Regions from separate parts of the Sus scrofa genome. Here all the other regions are linked to region 1. Evidence: chromatin contacts called from public targeted proximity ligation data. All regions are on one chromosome and are shown on one strand. The core of a region is the stretch at or near the end of the contact, and the rest is flanking DNA. Distances in the headings are between cores, read along the strand shown.

What was found.
Region 2: a contact with region 1 is called in a targeted proximity ligation map of alveolar macrophages. A contact is called at or near these places in 1 of 47 Hi-C or Micro-C datasets (embryonic fibroblasts) and 1 of 2 datasets of targeted methods (alveolar macrophages).
Region 3: a targeted proximity ligation map of alveolar macrophages shows a contact between it and region 1. A contact is called at or near these places in 1 of 47 Hi-C or Micro-C datasets (retroperitoneal adipose tissue) and 1 of 2 datasets of targeted methods (alveolar macrophages).

Annotation. Positions count from the first base shown.
Region 1 is chr5:10,892,154-10,895,701 of Sscrofa11.1, forward strand. NCF4 (neutrophil cytosol factor 4) reads right to left here. Exons shown (of 12, transcript XM_021091535.1): 4 at 702-786; 5 at 71-224. Among named protein-coding and RNA genes, the nearest start is that of CSF2RB, 53 kb to the left of the region's middle.
Region 2 is chr5:11,247,741-11,251,222 of Sscrofa11.1, forward strand. It overlaps FOXRED2 (FAD dependent oxidoreductase domain containing 2), which reads left to right. Exons shown (of 8, transcript NM_001244741.1): 8 at 3,075-3,334. The coding sequence ends at 3,334. Among named protein-coding and RNA genes, the nearest start is that of TXN2, 15 kb to the right of the region's middle.
Region 3 is chr5:10,531,774-10,535,071 of Sscrofa11.1, forward strand. No RefSeq gene overlaps it. Among named protein-coding and RNA genes, the nearest start is that of CYTH4, 12 kb to the left of the region's middle.

The DNA.
Region 1 (3,548 bases), core at 883-3,382:
GCAGTAGGCAGAGCTGGGAGAAGAGGCGGATGGACGGGGCTCTGTCCTGGGGCAGCCGGTGGCCGCGTACCTGGGAGCGTGGGCAGGACGCAGGTGAAGGGGCTGGTCTTGCTCTCCGGCCCGAAGCGCTCCTCCAGTTTGCTCTGCAAGGCGTAGAACTGGCGGTAGCGACGGTAAATGAGGTACTTGCACCCCCCTTTCGTCTTCACCTCGATGACGAAAACCTAAGGAGGACAGAGGCCTAGGGTGGGGCCTCGCAGGCCAGGGGGCGGGGCCTCGCAGGCCAGGGGGTGGGACCAAGGCCAGGGGGCGGGGCCTCGCAGGCCAGGGGCGGGGCCTCGAATGCCAGGGGCGGGGCCTCGAAGGCCAGGGCCGGAGAAGCGGGCAGGTCCAGAGGCCCTAGAGACAGGGCAGAATTTCTCGATGTCGGTATTACATTTGGGGCCAGGTAATTCTCTGTCGTGGGGACTGCCATTGTGCTGCGTGAAGCAACAATCCTGGACCCCATGCACTAGACGCCCCACCCCAAGTCGTAAAAATCATGTGTCTCAAGATATTTACTGCCAAGCGTCTCCTGGTGGGCACAATGGCCCTGTTGAGAACCACTGGGATAGAAGTGAAGAGATGAGAGCGTTGGAGGCTCAGAGATCAGAGGGTAAAGGTTCAGAGGTCAGAGGCGAAGGCTGACGGGTCTCTCTTACAAAGTGGCTGGTGAAGCCTCTCTTCTCCTCGATGTCCGCGATGTTGGCTGAGACGGCAATGTCGTCAGGAAGCTGGGCGAAGTCGCTGAGGGAGGCAGGAGGAGAAGAGAAATCAAATCCTGGTATCACCTCTGCTGTGTTTGGTGGCCCCTGGATATGAGACCCCGTGCCGAGTGAACCAATGTATCTGCAACTTCCCCTTCAACACCCACCTGTGCCAGATCCCGCTACAGACCTGACCTTGAGATCCAAGGCATTTGGAGACAGGGCCACATATCAACAGCCGTATTAGAGTCCAGCAAATCGCTTTGCAACTGTTTTATTCATCCGGAAACAGGGCATCCGGCACCCCTAACATACCAGAGCCTGTTCTAGGCCCTGGGTCACAGGTGTAAAGGAAGTTGACACACGCCTCCCAGGGAGAAGGGCTCATTACGCCCTGGTCGGGGAAACCCTCACAGAGGAGGTGACCTTTGGGCCAGATCTAGATGGACTAAATAGGAGTCCATTAGGTAGGATGGAGGAAGGGCCTTCCGGGCAGAGGGAACAGAATGTGCCAAGGGTCTGAGGCCCAGGTCTAGTGTTGGCTGGAGTCTGTTGTGATCAGAGACTGAATAGGTGGCTGAGGCCAGGCTGAGGAGGGTCTCCAGTGCCGAGCTCAGGAATTTTACAGGCAATAGGGATCCACATAAGTGTTCAGAAGAGAGTGAAAACACAACAGGATCTTGGCTTAAGGAGACCAACTCGGGCAGCTGAGTGGAGAGGAACAGGAGGGCAGAGACTGAAGGGACAGGGCCCCATTGGGAGGCCCTGAAGTGGTCCAGCCGAGAGCTGATGCGGACCCGGGCCAGACAGCGGGGACAGGAGAGGACAGACACAAGGGACATCGCCCTTGGCAGACACTGTTCCATTTTCGTGTGAGCTGCTGCTTCTTGCTAATCAAGCTCCAATTCTTTTCAGGGTGACAAGGTCCAGCCCCGTGGTGACAGATCACTATTGGTCTGAGCCAAACATAATTATCCCATTGCTGTTTCCCAGCCTTCCGTGCAGCTAGGAGCAGCCACGTGACCAGTTCATAAGAGGAACTCTGCCGTAAGACCCTCTGGGACTGTGCTTGCTCTCCTGATCCAGAGGGATGGACAAGGCCATCATGGTCTCCTCCCCCTTTCCCTTCTGCCTCCCTGGAAAGCAGGTGTGACTTCGGACCTGCAGCAGCCATATTGCATCCAGGAGGCATATCATGAGAAGGCTCACAGGACTCTGGGATGCTGGTCTTGAAGTCAGAGAGCCGCAAAACAGCTGTGGCCGACCTCTGGACTTCTTGTTATGTGAAAGCATAAACGCCTGTTTCAGCCACTCTCAGTTCCTCTTCTGTCTGCGGCCTTATGCATTTCTGACAGACACATTACTGATCTGTGAGTCACTCTAGAGTTACGGCCAGTAGGGTTTGGGGACTGTTTGGATGCAGAGGTGAAAGAAAGGGCAGTGTCAAGACTGACACCCACATGTTACCCATATTCTGACCAGGATGGGTGGGAGGGGAGCCCAGCTGAGGGACTCCATTTGGGGATGCTAATTTGAGGGGCCTCTTGGGTACCCAGGCTGAAGTCCAGCAAAAGCAGTGTGTCTCTGGAGTTCAGCAAGGATTGGGGGGGTTGCTCAGCTCGTGGGAGGGTAAGAACCAACCATATGCCCTGTGACTGGTAGTTAAGGACCCCCCCCCAAAGAAGAGCAATCAGAATGAGCAGAGGAGGGGGCTGAGAGGGACACATGCGGGAAGGGAAACTACCAAGGAGATGGGGAAGGCGCAGCTTAGGGGTTGCGGAATCCAGCCGCTTGTGGCCGGATGAGGAAACAAGGAAAGCAAACATGACTTTACTGTTGCAGCAACTGGGAAACAGGGTGGGAGTGGGGGCGGGGCCTGCCACATCTGAACCTCAGCGCCGGCCGTAATATCGATTTCAAAGGCTACACCCCCAGTCCCAGGCCCTGCCAGTCCCCATGTGATCTGGGCTGCCAGGGCTCTTGGGCCACGTCAGGACTCTGGAGGGCTGGCTGAGAGGTGACTCAGGGTGGCAGCGGGCAGGGAGAGGAAAGCCCCATTGCTCCCAGAGCAACTCGGTGGCTTCTGGCAACCTCGCCACTCACTTTCCACACACGGTTCCGGGGTTACACCCTTGGGGGAAGCTTCCTCCTCCACTTTCTCCCCCAAGACTGTGCATTTTAGGGGGATTTCACCTGCAGCTGGCTGGGGATGGGGCAGGAAGGAACCGGAGAGCTAGAAATGGCCCTGAGCGGGGACTCGGGAGGGCTGGGCAATAATAGCTAACTTCAGCTAACGACTTCCTGAGCGCCCCAGCACCAGGTGCCCTTCCGAGAGTGTCATGTTTTTTTCCAGACAAGGAAACGGAGGCTCAGAGAGGTTAACAAACTTGCCCAAAGAAGTCGAGAAGCCAGAATATGGCTCCAGAATTCTAGTCCTGAACACGGCTGCACGGGCCCTGCTTTGAAGCTCCCAACAGCCTGCTGCACGAGGTCAGATATATCCCGGCCCCTCCCAGCCTCGGTCTCCCCATCTGAAATGGCAATGATAATAATGACAGTAATTACATCATAAGAACCCCACACCCCACACCCTACTACAGCTGCTACAGCACCTACTGTAGCTCAGACACTATTCTAAGAACATGAGGACGTGGCCTCCGCTTTCCTGGGTCTCGTGGTCGAGTGGAGGCGTCCGGCAATTGTATAATCTCCATGGTCACAGATGTGGTGAAGAAAAAGCCTCTGATGTTTTGAGCGCCAGCAGGAGCCCGGCCGCTTGACAGTCCCTCATGGAATCGGCTG
Region 2 (3,482 bases), core at 446-2,945, 360 kb after region 1:
GTGATTGGGTTTTTTTGTTTGTTTGTTTTTTGTTTTTTTGTCTTTTTGCCATTTTCTTGGGCTGCTCCTGCGGCATATGGAGGTTCCCAGGCTAGGGGTCGAATCAGAGCTGTAGCTGCCAGCCTATGCCAGAGCCACAGCAATGCAGGATCCGAGCCGCGTCTGCAACCTACACCACAGCTCACGGCAACGCCGGATCCTTAACCCACTGAACAAGGCTAGGATCGAATCCGAGACCTCATGGTTCCTAGTCGGATTCGTTAACCACTGAGCCACGACGGGAACGCCTGAACAGTGATTGTTTATCAGGCACTATTCATATCAAACCGGGCTTGAGGTGGTGAGTCCTTGGCCTGTAGGTCAGAGAGCTAGTGTCCTTTCATCCCTCAGTCCACTTTGAAACAAAAATGTATATATGAGGGAGATGCCTTAAAACAATAGTTTGAGTCCTCTTTTGGTGCAGCAGGTTAAGGATCTGGCGTTGTCACTGCAGCAGCTTGGGTCACTGCTCTGGTGAGGGTTCAATCCTTGGCCCAGGAACTTCCATATGCCGTGGGCACAGCCAAAAAAAAAACCCACCAAAAAACCAATAGTTTTAAGGTAATAGGCTAAATGTATGTAGATGCGCACACAGAGGAAATTCATAGAGCAGAGCTAAGCAGCTTTGAGGTACATTCTGCAGATATCCACTCTGACCCTACACTTAGACGTGAAACTCCACGTTGTAGGTCTGAAGACCTCAGCTATGAAACCCCTGCCTGTTTGTCAAGGTTTCAAGGGTGCATAGAGATGCGAGAGCCTGTTAGGGAATGTTTTCCTTCCCTGAGTTAGGGATCCCATAACTACATCATCACAGCTCTTTAGCCTCCTGGCTCCCACGCCCTAAATATCCCCAGCAGTACAAGCCACTAAGTGTCACTGCCTTGAACTTGCAAGAATCCTCCCACAAAGGGCCAGCTGGCAGACGGTGGGCTTCCCTTCACCTCCTTGGCAGGTGTGCAGTTGCTAGTTCTGGCCAGAACTGCTGGGCTTCTCTGCCCTGCAGAAGGGGTGGCATGCGTCATAGGAGGGCTGCTTACCCAGAGGCCACCTCACTGCCCCTCCTCTGTTCTCTCCCACACCTGCTGTCTTCCCAGTTCAGAGGGGGTGGTCACAGCCCATTCTGCCAGGGGCCCTCTGTGCTGTAAGAGGTAAATTTGGAAATAAATTCGTGTATCACAGCCTGTTCACTTACATGAGCCTTGCAACATCCTCTGTAAGGTACCCTGGTCACTGAGAAAAAGACTCCAGTTGGCTTTCAGACACGACATCTTCCCATCCAGTCTCTAAATCCCTCAGAAGGCTGAGCCCATATCAGTTTCATCCCTTCTGCTTTTTTTTTTTTTTTTTTTTTTTTTTTTTTTGTCTTTTTGCTATTTCTTGGACCGCACCCACGGCATATGGAGGTTCCCAGGCTAGGGGTCTAATCGGAGCTGTAGTCTTTGGCCTACGTCAGAGCCACAGCAACGTGGGATCCGAGCCCCGTCTGCAACCTACACCACAGCTCACGGCAACGCCGGATCATTAACCCACTGAGCAAGGGCAGGGACCGAACCCGCAACCTCATGGTTCCTAGTTGGATTGTTAACCACTGCGCCACGATGGGAACTCCCCTTCTGCTTTTTAAATCAAAAGTTGTGTAAATACTTCGCCAAAAGGCTTTTCCCCACTTCCTTTTCCATCCCCTAGAAAGAACGACTTCTAGCTCTTCTGGTTGTCTTGTCTTGTCTTGTCTTGTCTTGTCTTGTCTTGTCTTGTCTTGTCCTTCCTTCCTTCCTTCCTTCCTTCCTTCCTTCCTTCCTTCCTTCCTTCCTTCCTCTCTCTCTCTCTCTCTCTCTCTCTCTCTCTCTCTCTCTCTCTCTCTCTCGCTGCACCCATGGCAATGCCGGATCCTTAACCACTACACCACAAGGGAACTTCCACGTATTTCTAAATGATACATATCCACAGCTCTTTCGTCATTAATCAGATTAACCTGCACACCAACTTCCTGCTGTGGCAAAGATGAGGGTTTACCGGTTTTATCTTTACATTCTCTGCAGTATTTACTTATTTATTTATTTTTATGGCCGCACCTGCAGCACATGGAAATTTTCCAGGCTAGGGGTCCAATCAGAGCTGCAGCTGTCAGCCTACACCACAGCCATGGCAACACTGGATCTAAGCCACATCTGGGACCTACACCACAGCTTGCAGAAGGGCTGGATTCTTTTTTTTTTTTTTTTTCCTTTTCTTTTCTTTCAGAGCCACACCCATGGCATATGGAGGTTCCCAGGCTAGGGATCGAATCAGAGCTACAGCTGCCGGCCTACCCCACAGCCATAGCAATGCCAGATCCAAGCCACGTCTGTGACCTACACCACAGCTCATGGCAATGCCGGATCCTTAACCCACTGAGCGAGGCCAGGGATTGAACCTGCGTCCTCTTGGATGCTAGTCAGATTCATTTCTGCTGAATCACGATGGAATTCCATCAGTGCTGGATTCTTAACCCACGTAGGGCTCAAACCTGCATCCTCACAGATGGCTACATCCTCATGGATTCATTTCCACTGAGCCGCAACGGGAACTCCTCTACTTTGCTTGGAAGTGCTTTACACTCGGTATTTGCAACTCAGATATTGCTCTGCAGGGAACTCTGAGCTCAGAGCAGGGCAGACCATGAGTTCCCCACCCACGGGGCCAGCTTCCACAAGAGAAAGCTGAGGGGCAGCCCCTGAGTGCCTGAGCTCCCACCGCAGCTGGCTCTTCACACAGCATCATGCGAGGTCCCCATCTCTGGATGCTGATCTGCCTCTTTGGTTTGCTTTCCTTTGGAGCCTTGTTGTTCCAAAATGTGGAGGCAGCCTCCTATTCTTGAAACCTCAGGAAGGGACGAAATCCACAGCTACCCAAGTCAGATGGGAGCTACCCAGCAAAGTCAGCTTCCAGGCTCAAGAGAGGGAAGGTACCAGGTGAGGCCCCCAGAGCATCATCAGTCCCTCCCCCGCCCCCTCCCCACACCTCTCAGCCCTTCTCCTTTTGCTTTTGTGTAGAGTCCTGCTTCCTGTTTGCCCTAACTCGCCAGAAGCTGCCGCCCTTCTGCCAGCAGGGGTACCTGAGAACACAGGGCCTGGTGGGGACCGAGAGCCTGCGACGGCACGGAGTGGAGAGCGGGCTCCTGCAGGACTATGCCGCTGAGGGCTGGCCCTGGCAGGACAGCAGCCAGCAGCCTGATGACCATGGGCCGGGAGGCTACACTCTGGCTCCAGGGCCTCCAGTCCAGGCCTTGGACAGCAACAAGGAGGAGCTCTGACGGCCAGGCTTCTCCCACCCAGGCCCACGGTCAGCCCTCCCCTTTCCTCAAGGTTCCACGCTCCCACCGACACGATTGCCAAAGACCACTCCGTCATCGCAGTGACCACAGCAAAGCCACACGGAGGACACGTAAGGACTGAGCGATG
Region 3 (3,298 bases), core at 23-2,522, 360 kb before region 1:
TGGCAGCTGCAGCTCCGATTCGACCCCCAGACTGGGAACTTCCATATGCTCAGGTGCAGCCCTAAAAAGAAAAAAAAAAAGGCAGAAAATAAGGAAATGCAGTTAGCATATAAGTTAATGCACTGGGTTGGTTTGGTTCCCTGCTGCTTCGAAGGGAGGCACAGAGCACAGGCTTGTCCTGCAGCAGGTATTCAGTGCATGCTTCTTGGAAGGAATGAATGTGACACTATCACCAGTGAGGTTCAAGCTGTGTTGTCAAGGCTGTTGTGTGTTTCACCTGCGAGCATCAGCCTCTTGCTGGTGTCAGCCTGTAGTTCAGCGGGTTCTGGCTTTGAACCTCGGTGCCTCCACCTATGGCCGCAGCCTCCTGGACTCAGCATTCTCATCTGTAAAGTGGGGATAGTTCGGAGGGCACGTGAGGATTAGAGGGCGTGGCGGTCAAGTGTCCGGCCTGGAGTGGAGTGGCCTCAGTGGAGCAGCCGTTGGTCCCTTGTCAGTCTCTCCAAGGCTTATGGTTCCAAAGTGTTCCAGGCCCTGGCAGACAGTAAGCCCTTGTTTAGTGTCTGTTTCCTTGGGATTTAGGAAAGATTCTCTTAGGCAGGGGACCCCCCCTAAACCTGGAGGGCCCCCCTGGGAGCCTATTAAGATACAAACGGCAAGATCCTGAGTCCATCCTCTGATGCAGGGACCTGAAATCATTACTTTATTATTTTATTTTATTTTATTTTATTTTATTTTATTTTATTTTATTTTATTTTATTTTATTTTATTTTATTTTATTCTATTTTATTCTATTTTATTTTATTTTTGCTTTTTAGGGCCACACTTGCAGCATATGGAAATTCCCAGGCTAGGGGCAGAATCAGAGCTATAGCTGCCTTCACCACAGCCACAGCAACGCCAGATCCGAGCTGCAGCTGCGATTTACACCAAGCTCACGGCAACGCTGGATCCTTAACCCACTATGAGAGGCCGGAGATCGAACCCTTGTGCTCATGGATACTAGTCGGATTTACTTCCATTGAGCCACAATGGGAACTCCCTGAAATCATTATTTTAAGTCAATTCTCAGAGGCCTGTGACCCCAGCAAGGGAGATATTGTCCCCCTTTCTCTGCAACGGTGTCAGAACATACGTGGGGCTTCAGAGCTCTGGAGTCAGCCTTTAGCAAAGAAGTTGTGACAAGAAATCAAGAAACCACTTCTGTGTTTTCTACTGAAGGCGTGATATCATCCAGCGCTCCTTACATCAGGAACATATGAGAGATTTCCTCCAGCGTGGTATTAGGAAAATGCATCTGACCATGGTACTGGCCTGTTTCCCCTTTTCCAGTAAGGAGAACTGAATAACTTGCCCTGTTTCCCTTTTTACTCCAGCTGCCAGGAAGCTCAGGCAAATCTGAAGCTCAGCTGCAGCATCCTTAGGCATATTTTCTCCCCGTCCTGATTCTTCTACTTCCATATTCTTAGCTTCTCATATATATGGGCGATAGTCTGGGACATACAGATTCTCATTATAAAAGAAAGAAAGGAAAAAAAAAAAAGAGGAAAGGAAGGAAGGGAAGAAGGAAGGAAGATAGAATAAAAATCTCAGGGAGTTCCCATCTGGTGCCATGGAATCTAGTATCCATGAGGATGCAGGTTCGAACCCTGGCCTCGCTCAGTGGGTCAGGGATCTGGCAGTGCCGTGAGCTGTGGTGTAGGTTGCAGTCGCAGCTTCATACCCGCATTGCTGTGGCTGTGACATAAGCCGGCAGCTGTAGCTCCTATTCGAACCCCTAGCCTGGGAACTTCCACATGCCGTGGGTGCGGACCTAAAACGTCAAAACAAAACAAAACAAAACCCCAAAAAACCCTCAGGCAAAATCCAAGTAGAGTGGTCAGGGGAGACCAGACTTAAAGTTTTGGCCACCAGCCTGCTGTGTACCCTTGGGCCACTCACTCACACTCTCTGATTCCTTCCGCCCTCCTGACCACTTCGAGGTCTCCTCTGCAGGCTCCCCTTTCTCTGCATGTCCTGAAATGTTCATTCAACACATACTTATGATGTGCATGTCTGTTCTGCTCTTAACAAACCACCCCCAGCTTCTTAGTGGATCTCAACCACATCTATTTTGCCTGCAAAGCTTCAGTCTAGGCAGGGCTCAATTAGGCAGGGCTCAGTGGGAATAGCTGGTCTCGACTCCACTTGCTGTCAACCGGGGTGGCCCAAGACTGGGCCTGGGACCTCTGCAGGCTCGTTCTCTTGCATCTTTGGTAGCAGGTCTGGGGGCTTGAACCTCTGGACCTTGGCATCTGCCTGTGGCCTCTCCACGTGGCCCCTCCAGCATGGCAGCGACCAGGTAGCCTGCAGCCTAGGAAGCCATGGTACGTGGGCCGAGAGAAAGCCCGGTGGGAACAGCTGACTTTTACAACCTGGCCTCAGAAGTCTCTTAGTGTCACCTCTGTCACAGGGTCCCTTCGTAGGAAGAGCATGTGGGATGGGAGAGGTTGGTGCCGCCACCTTTGGAAAATACCACCTGCTGCTCTTCCTCGGGCCAAACGGCGCGCTGGGCCCTGGGGCCACAGATAGGGTGGCGTGTAGGAGGCCTGGCTTCCTCCAGGGCCTGTCCCCATATCTCTTTCCATATTGCTCAGGACCCACGTCCTCAAAGGGACACTTGCGCCCGCAGCTCCGTTCCGATTCCTGACTGACACCTCCAGTTTCCTACCCGACAGCACCATCGGTGTCTCATCAACTCGGTGGGTCCCCAGCTGGTCCCTCAGGCTTCTCCAGCTCAGCACTTGGCACCCCCCCAGTCATCCAAGTGGGACCCTGGGCATCAGTTTAGTTCCCTTCTTCTTTTTTTTTTTTTGGTTTTTTTTGTCTTGTTTTAATTGTTATTTCCCCAATACTCTTCTTTTTTTATATGTGTGTCTTTTTTTTGGGGGGGGGCACACCTATGGCATATGGAGGGTCTCAGGCTCGGGGATGAATCAGAGCTATGGCTGCTGGCCTACACCACAGCCACAGCAGCTCAGGATCTGAGCCATGTCTTCGACCTACACCACAGCTCATGGCAACAGTGGATCCTTAACCCACTGATCGAGGCCAGGGATTTAGCCCGCAACGTCATGGTTCCTAGTCGGATTTGTTTCCAGTGCGCCACGACGGGAACTCCCTTAGGCCCCTTCTTTTCCCTCCTCCCTGCCTGGACAATCAATGTCCCCTAGAATCTGACATTCCCCACGCCTCTCAGAGCCATGAACTCCTCAGGTACCCTCACTGCCAACCCTCTATCTGGGCCACCGTCATCTTT